3 separate regions of the Zea mays genome follow, and regions 2 and 3 are each linked to region 1. Evidence: chromatin contacts called from public Hi-C data. All regions are on one chromosome and are shown on one strand. Each heading gives the region's core, a stretch centred on a gene start, on an enhancer-like site or on the middle of the called end of the contact. The rest is flanking DNA. Distances are from core to core; before and after follow the strand shown. Region 1 holds the start of LOC100280833 (thioredoxin H-type). Region 2 holds the start of LOC100501634 (Autophagy-related protein 18c). Region 3 holds the start of LOC103649706.

Evidence for each region. A called contact is a pair of places that touch in the nucleus more often than the background predicts.
Region 2: a contact with region 1 is called in a Hi-C map of leaf, with 7 times the contacts expected there. The contact joins the promoter of LOC100501634 here to the promoter of LOC100280833 in region 1. A contact is called at or near these places in 3 of 25 Hi-C or Micro-C datasets (endosperm, leaf and tassel).
Region 3: a contact with region 1 is called in a Hi-C map of ear, with 1.9 times the contacts expected there. The contact joins the promoter of LOC103649706 here to the promoter of LOC100280833 in region 1. A contact is called at or near these places in 5 of 25 Hi-C or Micro-C datasets (bundle sheath, ear, leaf and 1 more).

The regions. Positions count from the first base shown.
Region 1 is chr3:13,422,287-13,426,089 of Zm-B73-REFERENCE-NAM-5.0, reverse strand. It overlaps LOC100280833 (thioredoxin H-type), which reads right to left and starts at 2,238. Exons shown (of 5, transcript NM_001153753.2): 1 at 2,112-2,238; 2 at 1,101-1,174; 3 at 815-925; 4 at 549-671; 5 at 34-373. The coding sequence starts at 1,145. The coding sequence ends at 221. It overlaps LOC103649707, which reads right to left. Exons shown (of 3, transcript XM_008675442.4): 3 at 2,779-3,536. The coding sequence ends at 3,213.
Region 2 is chr3:13,271,627-13,275,263 of Zm-B73-REFERENCE-NAM-5.0, reverse strand. LOC100501634 (Autophagy-related protein 18c) reads left to right here and starts at 1,479. Exons shown (of 5, transcript NM_001196315.1): 1 at 1,479-1,583; 2 at 2,597-3,467. The coding sequence starts at 2,706.
Region 3 is chr3:13,235,890-13,239,644 of Zm-B73-REFERENCE-NAM-5.0, reverse strand. It overlaps LOC103649706, which reads left to right and starts at 1,741. Exons shown (of 8, transcript NM_001330527.1): 1 at 1,741-2,358; 2 at 2,948-3,015; 3 at 3,125-3,213. The coding sequence starts at 2,106.

The DNA of each region.
Region 1 (3,803 bases), core at 989-3,488:
TTCACGACGAACTTGAACAGTTGCCACCACAGAAACCGTAAGACACCATTACCATTACCATTACCATTACCGGGCAACTCTTACAATCAGCACATGGCGGAAGACATTACCGCCGACAGATCGACGCATGCGCACGGTGCCAAGAAAGAAACACACAGCAACAATAGGATATAACGATGTACAGGGCCAGGTCAACAAGCTAGGCGGGTCTTTGCCTACACTACACTGTCTTGCTGCCGGCCGCGTCGGCGACGGCGGCCACTTTCTTCTCCAGCTCAGGCTTGTTGGCGCCGACCAGCTTGTCCACCTGCTGCTCGTTCTTGAGGAAGAAGAAGGTCGGGGTCGCGCGGATGTCCCACGACGAGCTGAACTCCTGTGTGGCATGAGGAAAAATCGAGGGAGGATCGTCAGTCGGTCTATGATGACTCTAGAACGCAGCTAGCTCCCTGGTGATGTGCAAAACATTATTCGTTTTCTGTGGGCCTTATGTAGTAGTCGTAATAACGCGTAAGGATAAAAGGTCCCGAGAGAAACATCCGCTTAATTACCATCAAGTCATCAACATCGATCGTCAGGAACATGAGCTGAGGGTACGTCTGCGACATTTCGGCGTAGACAGGTGCGATGACACGGCACGGCCCACACCAGGAAGCGCTGAAGTTTGCAACCACCTAGTACAATCAAACAAACAAACAAACAAACAAAAAAGTCCAGTAATGCACACGCTAGCCTCAAGTGCCATGCTACGCTATACTGAACAGATGGTGGCTATCGGTTGCTAGAATGGCCATGGCCATGGGCAGGTTGTACTCACGGTTTTCCCATCCTTGTTTGCCTCGGCAATTCTTTGGTCCCAGTCCTCTTTGCTTGTGACAACATGAACATTGCCACCTCCGAAATCGATCTTGTCGCCGTCGTCCGCGTGCTGCTAGCTCTCCGGGCAGAGACCAGAGAAGCAAGCAGGAAAGAAAAAAAAAACACTCGGCAGTTTAGGACAGAGAGAATAAAATGTGTGATAGTAGTACTGATTGATTAGGTAGGGCTGTGCGTGTGCGTCAGTGCGTGTGCGTGTGCGTGTGCGTGGCGAGAAGGAAGCTGACCTTTGCAATGCAGCAGCAGCATCTCATCAGGCGCCTCAGTCCCATTCTCAACTGTCGGCCGGCACCTGCCAAAACTGCAAACTCTATCAGACTCTTTCAGACACCGAGTCTGTGAGTGAAAAAAAAAGGATAAATGGACACAGCCTATGTGGGGCGCTGGTCAGCAGCGGCAAAAGGCTGCTCAAGATACGGTCATAGACGAAGACTAAATTGCAAGACAAAAAATAATTAGCAAATGTCTACTATAACATCACGTAGGCAAATTATAGAGTAATTAGGCTTAATAAGTTTTTTTTTCGCCGTTTAGTTCCAACCTGTGTAATTAGTTTTATAGTTCAGACTGTATTTATTCAAATATCCGATGTGACCAGACTAAAATTTAATGTGCAGGGAACTTCCCTCGGCTACAGCGTGCTGAAGCCACGGCCCAGTACTGCAGTTCAATAATATATCCAACCCTTTACACCCATGGCCACCTGACCTCCCAACATCTGCTGGTGATGAGGGGATCACCGGACTGACCAACTATTTTGACACACCAAAAACAGGAAAAAAAAAACCCCGGTCCGAGTTGGTGCGGTGGTAGGACCCGGATAGCTCCAACGTCAGATGATACCAGCGCTTTGAGTCGGGTGCTACGGTGATCGCCTCCAGCCCTCCACCATCACAAGCAAGAACCGGACACTTTGAGCTCTGTCATCGCCCCCATGGCCAAAATTTCAGCGTTTCCGCCGGTACGGCAACTACAGTCTGACTCTGACAGGCGCGGTATCTAGTCCAGCCTGCGTATTCCACGGGATCCGGAACTCCGACGAACCGGAACCACCGGTCCGCGGGATCGCGGAGCAGTCTTATCTAGGAGCGAAGAACATGGGCAAATCCGTGAAGTTTTTTGCGCGAAGAAAAAGGGAACAGGGCCCAAGGAGGCGCGAGCTGGGCGTGGAATGGAAGCGCAGACTGGTGGATCTGATCAGACTGTAGTCCGGACTCTGGGGGGATTGGAGTCGTTACCTGGACGGCGGCAATCGGAGATTCGGAGGGGCGGATGGACTTGGCGCCGAAGGGAAGGAGAGGGTGGAGAGTGGAAGGGACACCGGGAGCCGCGCCGGCGGGGGGTTGTGGTGGGGGAAAGAGAAGCTGGCGACGAGGAATCAGCAGGTTCTAGTGCTATAGAACAGTAACGGTGGACGGATGGATGATGCCAGTGCCAGCCAGCCAGTACAGTACAGTACAGACAGGCAAAGGTTCCGTTCCGTTCCGTTCCATTCCATGTGATGCGCACTACAGTGCAGCTCACGTGGATGCATTAGCGCGCAGTCATCCAACGCCTGCCCCTGGTCGGTGTCTGTTAATAAGAATTTAATTTCTTTATAACTATACGGTAAATACGCGCTCTTGTTTCCCTCGCGCAGTGCATAAATATTAGAGCGTCCTTGTAATTGGGTACTATATTAAATACATTCCGGGCATAAACATTCTATTTCCCATAATATATCTCAACACCTATTAGACTGGTGAAATCCTTTGATTTTTGGAAGCCTTTGAACGGTGGCTCTAAAAACTATAGTATTTATAACCTTAAGTTGAGCTTTCATATGAATTTTTTATTATAGAAAATCGTCACCCTATAAAACCGAGGGGGGATCCTCATCGAACATCCTAATTCAAGCATTTAAGATAAACCAACGAACATGAGGCTTTGATATCAATTGAAAAGATTACAATGCGTGGCTATAACTAAGGAGAGAGATGATGAATTAAACTTTTATAAATCTTTTTGGGTTAATCAAAACCTAACTACAAACTCAACTTTACTCATCTCAATTCCATGACCGCAGACATTCAGCAAAAAAAAAAAAGGCTTTAACAACTGACCAACCACTAAATTACATTGTTTCGCCGAAGTGTTCTGTTGCGGAACATGCAAAATTATTCCTTTCTCCTCAACAACTTGAGACTGGTGACGCCGAATCGACCACCTGGAAGTCTGGAACTCAACCGAACTCAGAAGCAATCTTCTCTTGCTGTGGAAACGCGGACTGCTACACTCCGGGAGGGGGAGAGAAGTATAAAACAATGCACAAGGTGGAAAATCGATGCAGTTAAATCATGTCACGAAGCTTTCTCCAGGCTCTCAGCCTCCTCCCGCCGCCTCCGTTCTTCAGCCTGCTGACGCAACCTTTCCTCCTCGCGCCTCAATGCTTCCGCTTCCTCTTGCTCCGCCTCCTCACGCTCCCTCCGCTCATCTTCCTCGTCCTCTCTTTCATCAAGATAATCAAACTCCTTTTCTGCAGCCATAGCTTTTACGATCGGGTCTCGCAGCTCAGATATCAAGCCCCCGCCCACCTTGTACTCTTGTTCATCACCGACGACGAACAGCCGCTGGTCAGGACCTGATGCCATTGGTATGTCAACAGCTAGTAGTTTCATGTCATACTGCAAAGGTCAGAAAACAGGGTGTCATGGTGAAAAGAGTAAAATCCATGGTAATACCAATTACTTTATGGAAGCTTTAAACTGTATGTTTGATTTCTTCAAATAATACTATAAAGAGTGTTTTCAAAATGGCTAACTGCGTCTTTTTATTTTTTTTCGTCCAGAATACTATAATTGTAAATCATTTCAACAGAAGAGCTGTCATCCAAATATAACAGTACCATTAAATTTGAAGGAAAAACAATATTTATATATCACCAAGGAACA
Region 2 (3,637 bases), core at 230-2,729, 150 kb after region 1:
GGGTACGTGTATGTAGGGTTGGAAACGAGACGAGCTCGGTTCAGTGACTAGCGAGCCAGGCTCGGCTCGTTCACATTGCGAGCTCGAAGATTAGGCTCCGCTCGGACTCGTTCATGCTCACGAGCCGCCACATTAAGTCCCATTTAGAGTATAAATTGTATATTTTCATTTTATACAAAATAAAAATATGTACCAAAAAATCCACCAACATATTTAAACTATATTTCATAAAAAATAAGAAAATAAATCAATAATGTACTAACGTAATAATGTAACAACATAGCACTGTGTCATTAGACCAACTCGCGAGCAACCAAACATGTTGACTAAAATAAATGTTTTAAATAGGATTTTTAAGTGCTAAAATTTAGTCTATAAAGTTTTGAAGGATAACTAAAGCAATCAAACACGACTAGCACATACGAGAGGGGTTAATTATGGCGCACACATCCGATGGAGGGAGCGCTTTCCATAGAGATGGTAATGTGTACCTAAAATCCGAATACCCGATATATAGGCGGGTATGTGATGATTTCTATACCAACGTATATGTTAATGGACAATAAACTCTACATGTTGGATAGACGAGCACGTGTATGTAGGGCTGCAAACGAGTCGAGCTCGGCTTGACTCGGTCCCAGCAAGCCAGGCTCAATTCAGCTCATTCACATTGCGAGCTCGAAGATTAGGCTCAGCTTGGGCTCGTTCAGGCTCACGAGCCAGTTCGAGTCGGCTCACGAGCCGCCACACTAAGTCTCATTTAGAGTATAAATTATATATTTTCATTTTATATAAAATAAAAATGTATAAAATAAAAAAATATGTAAAAAATCGAACAACATATCTTAAACTATTTTCTAGCATTGGTTCCATAAAAATAAGAAAAAATCAATAATATACTAACGTAATAATGTAACAACATAGCGCTATATCATTAGGTTGATTCGCGAGCTGGTTTAGTCTCACTTAGGCTTGGCTCAGCTCGACTCGTTGTTTGAGCAAGCCACAAAATTAGACCTAACTCGGACTTGTTAAGGTTCGCGAGCGTCACCGAGTCGAGTCCGCTCGTGAGCCTCGAGTTTTTTTTCAGCCATAGGTGTATTAGTTTACTATTTAATAGTCTATCTTAGTTAAAATAAATACCCTTCTTGGCTATTGTTTATTTAACTATTAATTTATGTAATAATATGATTTATTATATTTGAAATTGAACTTATTTTGTGTATTTATTTGATATTTTAATTGATCAGGTTATTATAATTTAATACATTTTTATTAGGTACGGATAACTCTATAGATAAAATTACCGTGCGGATATAAATATAAGTAAGATTTTATACTTGATAATCTGATTATATAAATTTTTAATAGATATGGTTATAAAATGCTGCTACCGACGGATATAAACCGTTACCATCCCTAGCTTCCCAAGCCCCGACTCTTCCATCCCTCCCTGCCCTTCCCCTGCCCGCCGATCGCTTGCCCCACTCCCTTGCTTCCGTGGCGCACACGCCGCGCACGCGTGCTCGCCTCTCCTGGAACCGTCTCCGCCGCCCTCCCGCGTCGGCGTCGCGGCGCAAGAGGTAACGCTCTCGTCCTATTGTTCCGTTGATGGAGGGCAATCGCGATTCGCGTTCCTCGCGCTGCGGTCGATTACCCGGTTCCGCCAGATCCGCCGCGGCTGCGCTTCCGTTTCATGTCGCGTGCGTAGGCCTCCTCGTCCCTCCCTCCCGGTCTGTGGATATGGGGCGGGAATCGGAGATCCGACCGGGCCGGGATAGGTTTTCCGTTTCCCTCTCGCTGGCGAGGAAGGGAGCTTCCCCCGATGGATGTGCCCTCCTCCGTCCGTTCCAAATCGAACTCCCCCCTCCGATTTCTTGTGAATTTTGGTTTGCCGTGCGGTGGCGTAGCTATCAGCGTTAGCTGTCGTTTCGAACTTTGGGGATTATTATTATGGCTTTGTGGCTTTGGTTACAAACCTCCAGCTACACATCATTAGGGATGGAAACGGTAGGTAAACACTAAAACAATTACCATCTTCATATTTTTTTTATCAGAAACGAAATCGAAACGGAAACGATATCGGTTTTTCGAAGACATCGAAAAAGTTTGGTATGGAAAATACATCGGTAACGATCGAAATCTAAGTGGGCGGGAGCCCGGCAGCTTGGGCCAGAGTGGAAATGTGGGCTTTGGCCCGCTTTCCTTGTTTTTAATTTTCGTAAAATTCCGAATCCTATATTCGGTAAATTCTGGTTAAATTCGGTAACCGAAGAAAACGGTCGGTAAAACGCCAAACCGGTTTCCGATATAAAATTCTAACAACCGATTCCGTTTTCGAAAATACCGTTACCGCTGAATTCGGTCGGACAAAAATCGAAAGCGGTTCCCAGAAAACCGAAAATTTCCGAAACCGTTTTCATCTCTACGCATCATGCCTTTTCCCGTGCTACTGACAAATTGGGTGCTAAAATTTTACCTTATCTATAAGCTCCGGCAATCTTTAACCTGATGCTCCTTTGCTTGTTTAGCAGATTACGCTTCGTCCATGGTTTTCTTTTCTTTGGCTGCTGTTGATGCTTTTTACTTGCTGTAGGGTACCCTGAATTTCGTCAGTGCCAAGTGACGACCGCTTTTGCCCATTTGTGATAGCTGAATCTCTGTGGTTCAAAGGCGATTGATTTTGGTTTGCTGACGCACGCCTAATGAGCTCCCAAGTCTCCACATCACACGGTCTTCATCCCCCGGGGAAGCTTGGGACATTTGAGTCACCCCATGCCTGGCCGCTGTCAGCGCCTACGGCCCAGCCCGAAGCGGGACGCGGTGATGACCAGGAGGTCAGGCTGTTGTCGGTTGCCTGGAACCAAGATTGTGGATGCTTCGCGGCTGGTACCAGCAATGGGTTTAGGATCTTTAACTGCGACCCTTTCAAGGAGACTTTCAGGAGGGATCTTAAGAGCGGCGGTTTTGGGATCGTCGAGATGTTGTTCCGTTGCAACATCCTTGCCCTTGTAGGAGGCGGCTCCAATGTGCAGTATCCGCCGAACAAGGTGATGATTTGGGATGACCACCAGAGCCGTTGCATTGGAGAGTTCGCCTTCCGCTCAGATGTCCGAGCCGTAAAGTTGGCGAAGGACTACATCGTGATTGTCCTCGAGCGCAAGATATTTGTCTACAACTTTACCGATTTGAAGCTGCTCTACCAGATTGACACCCTGTCAAATCCCAAAGGACTTTGCTGTCTCTCTCATAATTCCAATACTTCAGTATTGGCCTGCCCTGGGGTGCACCAGGGTCATGTTCGCGTGGAGCATTTCGGGCTGAAAATGGCGAAGACAATCTCAGCTCATGATTCACACATCTCTTGCATGTCACTGACAATGGATGGTCTCCTACTGGCAACAGCTAGCACCAAGGGCACTTTGATCAGAATATTCAACACAATGGATGGCACTCGCCTACAAGAGGTGAGCATAATTTCTATTGTCTGCTAAAATTATTTCTTTGGCGATCCTTTGCTTTTGTTACATGACATCCTCCTTTGTGAATAAAAATCATGGTTTTCTTCTTTGTTCGGTTGCCTTTTTGGTCACAATGTCACAATTCATAATTTTTTAGGATGAGTGCACTACAATCT
Region 3 (3,755 bases), core at 492-2,991, 190 kb after region 1:
CGAGATGAAAATACCCTCACTCGGCGGCTGGATTGTGAGACTGAAAGTGTTTTTCGCGTGTACCGAATGACAGGGGTGCTCCTCTATTTAACCTCTCGCAGTGAGTGCTAAAAATTAACACAACCACACCACGCCTGCCACGCCACGCCACGCCACGCCACGCCACGCCACGCCCGGCCGGCGGCGGCGACGGCGCGCGCGCGCGTGTGGCACGCCCTTGTCCATTTCTTGACTTCTCAAGTTAAGTGGAATAAATCCCACCATATAAGTCAAGGCAAAAGACCCTTGGACTTCCAATGTGGCACTATTAGTATTCTCCAACATTACACACCATAAAGTTTATTCAATAAATGGGCCAAGCCCATAAAAGATCCAACACCTAGCGTGTCTAGTTTTCGCGGACGCAACCGGTCGACCGAAGGCATCGACTATGCATGCATGCTTCATCTTGATATAGACCTTATGAACTTGCCTATCTTCATTACAATATATGTTTTCGGTGTACAAATTGTGATCGACCGATGAATCAAATCAACGTTTGGACATTTCGGTGGTATTTTGCACGTCGGATGAAGCTGTCGATGGCAATTTACGATCTCGATCATGTCTAAACGCTACGGAACCGATTTCCCCACGAAATTACCGCATCGTATGCCAGTAGTATTATGTATCGCAGTTCCAAGACCGAGAGGTGCCTAGAGTCTCTATATTCTTTTTAATCTATATAAATAAAGATTTTTATAAAAATATTCTCTAATATTTTATCTAAATAGCTATCAAATATAATCATATTTTATTACTAGTTTCTCGCTAGTCAAATATAGAAAACGTGGATGCCTCTTTAGAGTGCAAACCAGATATATAAATCATGTTGAGGATTGAAAATATACAAAAACATTTTTAATATAAATAATGGGGTGAAATTTAGGGTGTATTTTTTTTATAGATTATATAAGTTGGATTATGGTTGAAGGGCAGTAGAGTAAAATATTACTTTGAAAACACAAATAAGGTAAAATAAACTAGTATTTGATAGCTTATTTTAACTTATTTGTTTGTGATCACAAAGTAATATATGACCCTTATAACTTTTAACATAATTCAACTTATATAATCTAGGAGAGAAACAAATAGTGCCTAGAAATACTATTAAGGCCCGTTTGTTTTCTTTCATTTTGAGGAATTGGAATCTTACTATTGGAATAGGCTATTTTTTTAGAATGTGATATTCCACCACTTTCCAAAGTTATCATATAAGCCTATCTCAAATTCATGGGGTGAGAGATGGAAATTGATTATATAGATTTACATGCTATTTTTCCGATGTACAACTTATCGTACACTCTTCTATTTGCTTCGTTATAACATTAATTTAGTATATAACTATCTCTCTCATATGATTTAAGATAATATACAAATATATTACATATATAAATATATAAACTTAATTAATTTTATCTAAATTATAATTATTAAAATGGAATTCAATTCCAATGAAACAAACGGGGCCTTAGAGATGTTTTATGAGCAATATGGAGTTAGAGGCCTGGACGTACCTTTCGCTCCTCAATAATGGCAGAGGAGCCAACTGATAAATTAGCTGATTAATCGCCGTGTTTGAGGGCGCGGCGAAGCTAACGACTTTCGACTTACCACCCACCCTGTCTATGAGGCGGGGTGCTTGTGCTAAATGCCCACGTCGTGCCTACCGCCGCACGCACGCAGACGCAGACGCAGACGCAGACGCAGACGCCTCCGGCCTCCCGCCCCGCACCCGCAGCACGTCTCACTCCTCGGTTTCTTCTTCCTCCTGGCAGCGGGCAGAGAAGTCCAGTCCAGCCCCCACCGCGACGCCCGATGCCGATTCCGCATTAAACTACTCGCTCATCGCCCAAAAGCTTCGCTGATCGGGACGGCGGCCCCCTTCGCATAAACACCGTCGCTTCCCCTCCTCACCAACCCTTCCAAGTTCCCACTCTCTGCTCGGTCGCTCTCCGTCCCCTTTCCACTGCCTGCCCCCTCTTCCTCCTCCTGCTGCTGGTAGCAGCAGCCAGGGGGGCGGTACTAATTGGGAGGTAGGTGGGCGGAGGCCGCGGCCGCCAGGGATGGTGGCCGTCGGCGGCGGCGGGGGCGGGGCCCGGCGGAGGCGGGCGTGGCGGTGGGCCATGCGGGCGGCGGCCAGCGCCGTCCTGTGGACGGCGGTCGTGCAGGTGGCCTCCATCGCCGGGCTGTTCCGCCCGCGGGTCCTCGCCGACTGCGGCGGGAAGGGCGGCGCTGCCGCCGCGTCCGGCCTCGCCGCGCTCGCCGGCGAGGACAGCCTAGCGGCGAGGCTGTCGCCGCCGGCGCTCGTACCCAAGAGTGAGTGGCCTAAGCCTTCCTTCGTAGCGGGTGATCTAGGGCGAAAAGCTCGCTCGCCCCCAACGGATTTGGGCGGAGGCCGGGTCGAATGCGGGCGGTTGCGTGGCCGCATTCCCCGGACGATCCGCCTCGATCCTGGGCTCAAATTAGCGGTTTCGGGGCGACTTTTTTTTTCCGCCCGTTTGGGGATCACGGGTCTCACCTGCGGTACAGGCGCTCTGAAATCGCGATTCCTTGCTTCATATGGCAAGGAATAGTATATGTTCTATTCTTTGGTAGGTCAAAAGGGAGCGTCGTTGTGATTGCGAACTTGACAAAAATGTAGCTTCACGTCTTCATCCCCATCTCGCTTACGCTTTATTTAGAGCTTATCCCGATGCTTAGAAGAACCTCTGTTAGTCATACCATACCATGCAGTGATTAGGGGACTTCTTCGTTCGGTACACGGGAGATTGAGTATGTATGGTTCTCTTCCTTAAGACACGGGCCGCTTCCTTCAAGATGCCAATTGGCAAAATATCATGTTGTCTCAGCCCTCCTGTTCCTGTTGGCACTAGAGCTGATTTGGCCGTGCTCTTACTGTCTACAGGAATTTACAAAAGCAATGGCTACCTACTAGTGACTTGCAATGGTGGCCTCAATCAAATGCGAGCCGGGGTTCGTACCTCAACTTCGTGCTGGTTTGTCACCCGGTTTCATGCTGCGCACCAGTGCTGCTGTTCGTTTTTCATTCTGTCTGAACTTTATATGAAATGGTATGCTGCAGATATGTGACATGGTGACTATAGCACGCCATCTAAATCTAACGCTTGTGGTCCCTGAACTGGATAAAAGGTCTTTTTGGGCTGACCCAAGGTATGATTTCCCACTGGATCAATATTTTACATCTCCAATCGGCTGTTTACCTTTTGCTTCGGGAAACCAGTTAAACATGGCATATGATCCTGTGTGTTATGAACTGCATTCCTCTTAGGGGCCTTTTGGATCCCTTAATTTTGAAAGAATTGGAATTCACTTAATATAGTAGGTTATTTGGTTGGAATTTGACATTCCACCCCTTTCCAAAATTTAGATATAAGCCTATCCAAAATTCATAGAGTGAGGGAGTGAAAATTGATTTTATGTATCACTAGTCCATGTTTCTACTCTGCAACTTATGACACGCTCTTCGGCTTATTTCTCTATAGTAGAAATGTAACACATAAATATCTTTCTCATGTGACCAACAGTAGTATACAAATATATTTTGTATAAAATCCTATTATTTCAATTGATCTATGTCTAAATTGTGATTATTAGAATGAAATTCAATTCCAAGGATCCAAACAGAGCCAGAACAAACTAGGATTTGTGGGCATAGAAATGCTACTAAACAGGAGTTGCGTCTATTGTTTTCT